Linked DNA regions of Mus musculus: regions 1 and 2 are each linked to region 3. A link is a contact called in public Hi-C and promoter capture Hi-C data. All regions are on one chromosome and are shown on one strand. The core of a region is the stretch at or near the end of the contact, and the rest is flanking DNA. Distances in the headings are between cores, read along the strand shown.

What was found. Promoter capture Hi-C pulls out the DNA fragments that hold promoters and counts their contacts. Hi-C and Micro-C count contacts between places; a contact is called where the count stands out from the background.
Region 1: a contact with region 3 is called in a Hi-C map of CD8 T cells, with 2.6 times the contacts expected there. The contact joins the enhancer-like site here to the promoter of Fam219a in region 3. A contact is called at or near these places in 1 of 39 promoter capture datasets (pre-B cells), 2 of 484 Hi-C or Micro-C datasets (CD4 T cells and CD8 T cells) and 1 of 115 datasets of contacts at active chromatin or transcription factors (bone marrow-derived macrophages).
Region 2: a contact with region 3 is called in a promoter capture Hi-C map of liver, with 2.3 times the contacts expected there. The contact joins the promoter of Chmp5 here to the promoter of Fam219a in region 3. A contact is called at or near these places in 3 of 39 promoter capture datasets (frontonasal cranial neural crest, liver and pre-B cells), 4 of 484 Hi-C or Micro-C datasets (B cells, CD4 T cells, embryonic stem cells and 1 more), 1 of 115 datasets of contacts at active chromatin or transcription factors (microglia) and 1 of 9 other capture datasets (adipose tissue).

What each region holds. Positions count from the first base shown.
Region 1 is chr4:40,684,667-40,687,813 of GRCm38.p6, forward strand. Aptx (aprataxin) reads right to left here. Exons shown (of 8, transcript NM_001025444.3): 8 at 1-2,047. The coding sequence ends at 1,893. Among named protein-coding and RNA genes, the nearest start is that of Aptx, 17 kb to the right of the region's middle. Within about 2 kb of position 1,350, at least 11 of the 459 cell types and tissues checked have an H3K27ac peak or open chromatin away from gene starts, as enhancers often do. A contact at or near this core is called in CD8 T cells, where this site is marked.
Region 2 is chr4:40,947,262-40,950,144 of GRCm38.p6, forward strand. It overlaps Chmp5 (charged multivesicular body protein 5), which reads left to right and starts at 1,292. Exons shown (of 8, transcript NM_029814.1): 1 at 1,292-1,415; 2 at 2,193-2,297. The coding sequence starts at 1,347. It overlaps Bag1 (BCL2-associated athanogene 1), which reads right to left and starts at 1,033. Exons shown (of 7, transcript NM_001171739.1): 1 at 461-1,033. The coding sequence starts at 533.
Region 3 is chr4:41,568,130-41,571,181 of GRCm38.p6, forward strand. Fam219a (family with sequence similarity 219, member A) reads right to left here and starts at 1,409. Exons shown (of 6, transcript NM_001159583.2): 1 at 1,048-1,409. The coding sequence starts at 1,107. Dnaic1 (dynein, axonemal, intermediate chain 1) reads left to right here and starts at 1,665. Exons shown (of 20, transcript NM_175138.4): 1 at 1,665-1,889. The coding sequence starts at 1,863.

The sequences.
Region 1 (3,147 bases), core at 100-2,599, 880 kb before region 3:
TGCAGGAGACTTTGCCACTGTGCCTGGCTTTAGATGTGGCTGGCTTTCTTCTACTCTGCAGTCTCCCATCATCCCTCCCTCTGCTTCTGAAGGAAGGCTTCAACTAATTGTGCAATGACACGTCTGTCAAGTAATGCAGAGGCCAGACAGTCTTCTCCCCCTAGTGATGAAAGCCCACTGGGGAGAGGAGAGCTATGGGATGAATATACTTAATACCTCAACACCTGGTTCCTGCATGTCATAATTTATATTTTTTTCCTCTAAGAGATCTAATTTTTTAAAAATTTTAATTATGTATGAATATGTATGTCTGTATTCAGGTTTGTGTACTGGAATGCATGCCCACGGCGCTCAAAAGAGGGTGTAGGATCCCCTGGAGCTATAGGTGTCTGTGAGCCACCTGCTGTGGGTGCTGGGAACAAAACTCGGGTCCTCAGGAATAACAGCAGGCACTTAGCCCGGCCTTACAAAATCTATTTGGGGCAGAATGAAGAATGTAAGCATGGTCATCTCACTCTCAGAATGTTCCCCATTATACCTGACATTCTTACACTGTCTGATACACACACTCCTAGTACTGTATAACCAAATACTCAGTTTAATATTGATGTGCTAAACTATATAGTATTAGGTAGAAATTAAATGAACTATTTTGCAACATCTGTTTTTCCCAGATGCATTGGGGAAACTTTATCTGAAGTTTAGATAAATGCTCTGTAATTCTCAAGAGCAGTAGTGGAAGCCTCAGTAAAATCTGCCTGAAGCTAAAAATACACATTGCCCAGGCTGCTCTCCATGCAGACTGTACAGTCAACTGACAGCTCACACCACCCCAGGCTGCCCTCAGCACAGACTGTACAGTTCACACCACTCCAGGCTGCCCTCAGCACAGACTATATAGCTCACACCACCCCAGGCTGCCCTCAGCACAGACTGTACAGCTCACACCGCCCCAGTCTGCCCTCAGCACAGACTATACAGTTCACACCGCCCCAGGCTGCCCTCAGCACAGACTATACAGTTCACACCGCCCCCAGGCTGCCCTCAGCACAGACTGTACAGTTCACACCGCCCCAGGCTGCCCTCAGCACAGACTGTACAGTTCACACCGCCCCAGGCTGCCCTCAGCACAGACTGTACAGTTCACACCGCCCCAGGCTGCCCTCAGCACAGACTGTACAGTTCACACCGCCCCAGGCTGCCCTCAGCACAGACTGTACAGCTCACACCGCCCCAGGCTGCCCTCAGCACAGACTGTATAGTTCACACCGCCCCAGGCTGCCCTCAGCACAGACTGTACAGTTCACACCACCCCAGGCTGCCCTCAGCACAGACTGTACTGTTAACATTACTGTGCCCAGTATTACCACTTCCTCTTCCCTGACACAGTCATACACAAATTATCTCTCTGTGTAGATGACTGCCACATATTTTCAACTAGACACTCAGCCTGGTGCAGTAGATTGAAAGCCTCCTCATGGGGGAAGAGGAATCTCATAGAGCAGACTAAAGGCAGAACCAGGCCCCTCAGAACCTCAGCTACCTTGATGAACAGATACTACACAATCCAGGAACGAGGGTAGGAACAAAATATATTACCAATCCTCTGCTTCTACATCGTGCATTTGAGTCTCAAGCCGGCTTTGCCCTCTCATTAGTCAGGCCTGTCATGGTCCTGGGAAGGGTGACCAGGCATGTCTCAGCCTCCATTACCAGAGAATACACCCACAAAACCCGAATTCCCAGTTCCTGCACCAGAGTGCACCCAATGTGTGGCTGCTCAAGAATAAATAAGCTTTGTTTCGAAGAAGTGTACGCTTTAGTTCAGGATTGAACGGAGCATAGGCAATGCGGACAGATGCTAGCACTGCCCTTGGTCGCCGAGACGAGTGTCACCCGCCCCAGTGCTTCCTGAGGTGCTCTTTCAGCTGCGGGATGGAAGGCAGCAGCTGCTGACACTCATGGCAACGGAGAGGCAGCTTCAAGAGCTCACAAGTGCCATCTTTAACAGTCACTCTGCCGGCTTCCTGAACCATCTTGATCACAGCTACAAACAAAAGGAAGGTGCAGAACCCAGTTATTTTGGAAAGCCAGTAAGACACCAAGAAAAAGCTAAAAAACATGACTCTAATCAACATACCCAGTATCCTAAGGCTCACACTGAGCAGATTCTAAGTCTGCGCAGCCTCCCGCTGAGATGATACACTCCCTCAGGACACACTCCACATAGCCACATTATGGGCTTCTCACCATGCTTTTCCCCGGGTGGCTCTTTGAAAACTGGTAGCCGCCACATTTACACCACAGCAGTCCTGAAGTAGTATATAAACTATACTAGGAAATGCTTACACCCCAAATATACAGAGCACCCCTGCCTACTGCTAACACAGCAGGAGACTCCTGCTCCAGAACTCCTGAGCCCCTCCTCATCCAACAACTGCTTAGCACTTAGTGTCCCCTCTGAAGCCTCGGGTACTCAAAGTGTGGTCCACAGTTGTTGGCAGTATTCAGTGAGGTGGTAGTAACTTTAAGAGATGGGACCTCAGGCTGGTAGGATGGCTCAGCGGGTAACAGCACTGACTGCTCTTCCAAAGGTCCTGAGTTCAAATCTCAGCAACCACATGGTGGCTCAAAACCACCCGTAACAGGATCTGACTCCCTCTGCTGGTGCGTCTGAAGACAGCTATAGTGTACTTATGTATAATAATAAATAAATCTTTTTTTTTAAAAAGTACATGCTATTTAAAAAAAAAAAAAAAAAAACAAACAAACAAGAGATGGGACCTCGCTGGAGAAAATAAGTCACTAGGTGTCCCTTGAAGGTGTGCTTCGTCCCAGGTCCCTTCCCCTCTTCCCCCTCCCCACTCTCCCACCCTCTCCTCTCCCTCCCTGACAAGAAGTGAGCAGCGTTGCTCCCCCTCGTCCTCCCTACCAACGTTGAGCCTCGCCACAGCCCAGCAGCAGAGCCACGGACAAGTCCAATAGGAACCTATGGACAGGTTTAACTTCTTAGGTTACATCAGTATAATGACACAGTGACAAAGCCTGGCTAGCACAGACTCCAGCAACGGTTAGACTCAGAACCTGTGTAGCTCCTTCCCAGTGAAGCATCCAGCCCAGCGCACGAGCTTCAGAACACCTGGCAGT
Region 2 (2,883 bases), core at 42-2,541, 620 kb before region 3:
AGCTTTCTCGTGTACTTCCCAAGGTTTTTAGTTCTGTGTTGATGTAACCAGATGTCCAGAAAGTAACTCTTGGACTCACGGCCCATTGAACCTGCGGTTCTATGACATCCAACAAAAACACTACTCAGTAAATAAGGAACAGCGGGATCACGCACCAAGTTCGTACTCTTTACACTGGTGGATGTCCAGAACCACGGAAGTTCTACACACAAGAAGGCCTAATATAAGCCTGACACAAAGACCCACGATTACTAGCGTTACACACTCAACTTTGCTTCCAAATAGAGGATCCAATAAGTGTCCAGGGACCGGCCACAGGGAAAGATGTCCTGACACCAGCCCTAAGCAAAAACATCCCCAAATATATATAGCCAAGAACCCATGTTTCTTTCTCCCAAGACTACATGTGGCCAAACCCACATATCCCAACCCGATCTACGGAACCCTCCTTGGCGCTCACTGTGGGTGACGATCACGCTGAGTCTGGGTGTTTCCATTTCCTCCGTCTGGACCATCTCCTCGGTCTTGGCCATGTTGTCGGTCTGGGTCACCTCTTCTGCCACAGTTACTTCCTCGGTTTGGGTCGCCTCCTCGATCTTGGTCACCTCCTCTACCTGGGTCCCGGTCACGTTCTTGCTACGGGTCACTTTCTTACTTCTAGTCAACTCCCTGCTGCTGCTCCCTACCTTCTCGCTCTGAGAAGAGCGGGGCCGGACTTTCTTCTTCACCCGCGGCTTGCAGGCGCCGGCGGCGGCGCCCCTGGTGGATCGGTCATGCCCGCTGGCTGCACTGCGCACAGAGGAACGCTGAGAGGGAGGCAAGCCCCGCTCGGCCCGGGACTCCGACTGGCGCGGCTCCCGGGCAGGCCGAGGGGCGCGCAGCCTGGGTCCCAGCGGCTCCCGGTCGCCTCGCGGTCGCCGCGCGGCGCTGCGACCCGCCAGGCCGCGTTTGTTCACAGCGCAGCGGTGGCTACCGGGCGCGCAGCCTTGCAACCCCGCCCCACTACTCACCAGTTCCGCCCCATCTACTCGCCACGCCCTCGGAACTGACCCTGCTTCAGGCCCCGCCCTATCCGCCCAGCCGCGTCTAAGCCCCACCCACTCCGCCAAGGCACCGCCCTATCCCTCCTCATAAGCCCCTCCTTCAGAAGTCTTTCCACCTCTCCCAGAGCTCCGCGCTCCTTCTCCGGAAGGAGGAGCTGAAAACACGGAAAAGGGATCGGGAGACTCGGGCGAGCACTCTGCGCCTGCGCATGGGGTGGGGGAAGCCGGAAATTGACACCAGAGCGACTACGCTTCCGTTTCTGGTTTTCCTCCAGTGTTTGGGTTTCCTCGCAGCCGGCCAAGATGAACCGATTCTTCGGAAAAGCGAAACCCAAGGCTCCGCCACCTAGCTTGACGGACTGCATTGGGACGGTGGGCATTTGACTTTGCATACCTCTGACACTCCGACCCGTCCATCCCGAATTCGTACTCCACCCCATTCCTGGTTCGGGCCCATTAAACCTGAGTCTTCTTCATCCCCACCCCTTTCATCCCTGTTTTCCAGGTCATTCCTGACCCCAGAGACCAGACAGTCTAATCTCATCATTCTTTCGCCCTTACTGCACTTAGCTCTTTCCGATGCCCACTGTGCCCCACCCCTTCTTCCTCGCTTTGGTTCCCACATTCCAACCTACGTACCCTATGTCACTACACCCCACTTTGTCTAACCTGGCCTTTTAAAAACCCTTTTTCACTCTTCTCCCCTTACCCATGTCAGGGTTAACATATCTGTACCTTAGTCCTGGGTCTGAGTAGCATAGAATTCTGAATCTTGGCCCTTCCAGATTAAACCTGATCTCGGAAATGGTTTTAGATCTCATCTTAGCCTGTGTTGATTGGTTCATTCCACGCACGTTCATGCAGAGTCCCAAACTGACTATTCTCCTACTTGGGAAATCTCAGCCAGCGGAGAGAATCCCAAATCGTTTTCCTCAAGAGAGGGCTGCTATATCAGAATCTAGGAGGTGGGAGAGAGTTTATGAAAGCCCTCCAATGGTTCGGGCTGGAATTCCCCACCCTTAAGAAAAACCCTATTTTCTGCCCTTTGCTATATTGTTCCTTTTTTCTTTTGCATATCCCTCTCTTTCTGCCCCTTTCCATGTAAACATATTACAATAATTACCACTGCATGTGATGTTTTCTTCCAAGGTGGATAGCAGGGCAGAATCCATTGACAAAAAGATTTCCCGGCTGGATGCTGAACTAGTGAAATATAAGGATCAAATCAAGAAGATGAGAGAGGGTCCTGCTAAGGTAAGGCTGGTGACAACTGTTGTAGGAAGTACTGTGAAGGGACTGACTGGTGAAGGATACAAGAAAAATACACGAAATCTGGTAAAGAGAAGCTACTTGTGAGGACCTGTTCTTCAGGGAACAGAAGCTACAGCCATATACAAGAGGGAGGCTGGGTTTTAATGTGGTAGGTAGAAGATGCTGATGACATGTAATGGGAATTGGCATGCTCTGCTGAGAAGGTCTGACTCTGAAGAGGAGAGCTGGTTGTGCTCAGAATCCGGGTGTTGTCTGGCTACTCAGGTTAGACTAGATATGGCGTGTAAGATCAGTGTTCTGATACTAACACTACTTAATAGGCTATGGGTGTATAGGTATCTTTTTTTTTCATAACTTTATAACTTTTTAACAGTATGAACCAGGATATCACTCAGCTTCAATTTTCTCATCTGTTAAATGAAGATAATATATACTAATGTGTGAGGATTAAATAACAAGTCACCTACATGGCATTATATCTAGAATATCGTAGTAGTTGATGAATTTGCGTGAAGAACCAACAGAGGGATCAAAGGTTGATGTAGAGGTTCCCAGATTCTGAAAGCGG
Region 3 (3,052 bases), core at 159-2,658:
TCACGCCTCGTTTTAGATCTTACTAGCACAGGCCCCAAGGTGGGTTAAGCAATGAACATGGCCTCTACATTCTTTCCTCTCTATTCTCTAGGCCAGCTGGCTAGGCCTCTGACTTTCCTACCCATATGCTGACAGCAATGACAGTCAGGTAGCCTCAGGGCAATGGCCAGGAGGCACCTTCTTCTTTAGGCCATGCCTCCATAAACTGGCATCGCCCTCCCCCTTCCATCCCCTCGGCGCCGGCATCGATGACATCATTCCTGCCTGACTCCAGGACCACGGACCGGAGGCAGGATCCCCGCCCAGCAAAGACTCCAAACACGTAGGCCTAAGATGATAGGGGCTCTTCCGAATTCCGAACCGGTCGGCACGGCCCACTTCAGCACAGCTCCACCTCTTATCCTGGAGATACCTTCCCATGGACACCCTTGAGTCTCCATCTCGCCACCGCAAACTCTTCCCCTTCCCGATGCCCCCAGATCGAAATGGGGCTCCTCTCTCGAGAGGAAGGAAATTCCCAGGTTCTGCAATGAACCTCTGCCCCCATCAAGGCCTGGTTCCTGCTCAGCTTTGCTATATTTATCTAAAGGACCGGCGGGCAGGCCTCTCCTTTTCTAAAGGCCTATTTCCTTTCCTCCTTAGACTGATCTGCTGGCCTCCTCCCTCGCCCTGAGCATCACAGGCCTCGGGGAGCTAAACGCCTTTCTCATCCGACCCCCCGGGCTTGCTGCCAAAGATGCTCTGTGACATCCTCCTAAATTGCCCTCCACTAGAGGTGTGCACTAGAGTGCCTCCCTTGGTCCTATCCGACGGCGTTCTGCATCTGCTGACCGTGCCCTCCGCCCTTTCAGGTCCTTCGCTCGCACCGCTGGTAATCTCCCACGGTTTTCTCGCTCTGCAAATCTCCCTCCCCCGGCAAAGCGTTTTCAGGACTCCCTCTACCTTATCAGATGGCGCCCCCTCGCACAATCCCCACGGCCTAGTTCCTTCCCTCCCCTCCAGCGGCGCCCCTCCCGGCCCTGGCCTCTCCGCCGCCCGCCCCCTCACCAGCGGCTGCATCTCCGAGTGCGCGGTGGGCACCTGGAACCGGTCGATCTCCTCCATCATGGTGCCGGCGGGCGAGCGGGCCAGGGGCCGGGCGCGGCCAGGGACGCCGATGGGACCGCGCGGGGCGGCGGCCCCAGAAGCCCGGCAGATTATGCAGACTAGGCCGCCCTGGACCGGTCGGGCGGATAGGCGGATGGAAGGATGGATAGGCGGCGAGAGGCTCGCGGGATGACTGAGACCGGCGTAGCTCCGTGGGGTTGCCTAGAGCTACCGCGGCAGTAGCCCCGCGGAGCCGCAGGTCTTGCCTCGCCTCCTCCTCCGCCGCCGCCTCCTGTCAGCAGCTCAGCCACTGCGGTGACTCTGCAACTCCACTTCCGGGTCCGGGACACCGCCCGGATCCTGCATTATTCATGAGAAGGCGGTGTCTGGGTGCCCCAGCCCTTCCCACTTGCGGGAGCTCCTTGCGCGGAGGGCGGACTTATCTTTCTCTGCGGAGGCGGGGCTTAGCGGGGCCAGAGGATCCCTGCGCGCCCAAGTTCCGCCTCCTCCCCGTGTCCGGAGGGGGCGCTAGGTGCGCCTGCGCACCCGGTGCCTGTCGGTTGCTGGGTAACCGCGTCAGGGAGGAGCTGATGCTGTTCTACAAGGGCGCGAGGACCCACAACGTCAGCTGTCCCCGAAGAACCCTGGTGACTGGGAATTGAAGTGGAAGAGAGTCTGCACTTCCTGTGTGTGGTCAAGAAGGAGAAACTACTCCCCAGGAGAGGAAGCGTTTTGTAGGTTTTTCAGGGTGTGAGGTGCTTTCTATTCTTGCGGCAATGCCCTCGAAACAGATTCGTAAGCAGGTAATGTCTTACTGTGGCCTGCTGTCTTCTGAAGACCTCTGACCTTAACCGCCAGTTATTTCCTGTTGACCTCCAACCTCTCTTTCTTGTGACTCCTGGTTTGTGTTCCCACTGACCTGATTCTCCTGTTCTTTCTCACAAATCCTGCCCTCCTCTCCCAAATTTTCCTGAACCCACAGTCATTTTACTTTTAACCGAATCTGGTTTTTTCTTATTACTTCCATCTCTTCACAGACCCATCTTGTCTTGTCTTCGCCCTTAATCTCCCAACACTCCACTGAGTCCCTTCCTCATTCCCCTCTCATTCTTGTCCCAGTGGATTTTTTTATTCAACACTGCAGCATGGTCACTGCAGAGCTAAGTAAGTGGGGACATTTGCCATGTGGGAACTCAGAGAGGGGGCATGAGAACTGCACAGGAGACACGGAATAGAACAGATCGTGTGCAGGAATTTGGAGCAAGAAGTCAGAGAGGAAGAAAAAAAGACCCTTTTTCTAACCATGTTCCCTGCCCTCCAACACAAGTTTCCTTCTTATAAGACCCTCATTCACTTAGCCTTGTGAACGTTATGTTTCTGTCACCTGGCAATATGTTATCCCTTCTCACAGGAGAGTTGAATTACTCCCCAAATCACCACACATGATAAGCTAGTCTCAGGTTCTCAAGGAGCATTCTGCGATATAAAAGAATGACTCTTTCTGTCCTATAGAAATTGCTTTTATTTCCTAACGTCTAGCAGAGCATCTACTTTAAAAACAAACAAACAAACAAACAAACAAACAAAATGCTTTTCTATACTTAAGCCTAGGTATATTGAGGTTTGGAGAGCAAATCTGTGCCCATGATATCTAAGACTTCACATATTTTGGTAGAGGTTCTTGTATATCAACTTTGTGCCTTCTGCTTCTTTGACACGTGTCATCTACAGCTGAAGAACCGATCAGTCTTAGAGCTCTGTAGGCATTGAGAGGCTGTCTCTCCTTGTATTTATTGGTCATGCCCTGGTTTTATGTTGAGGCGGAATTGTGATTTGAAACTCTTGTTCTGTGCTCAAGGCAGCAGACCCTTAATTTATAGGCAGTTTGTTTTAAGTTGACATTACCAAGGTCAAGCTAGTTAGATATAATAAAACAGACCCTTTTGTATGCTTCAGGTTTTGATAG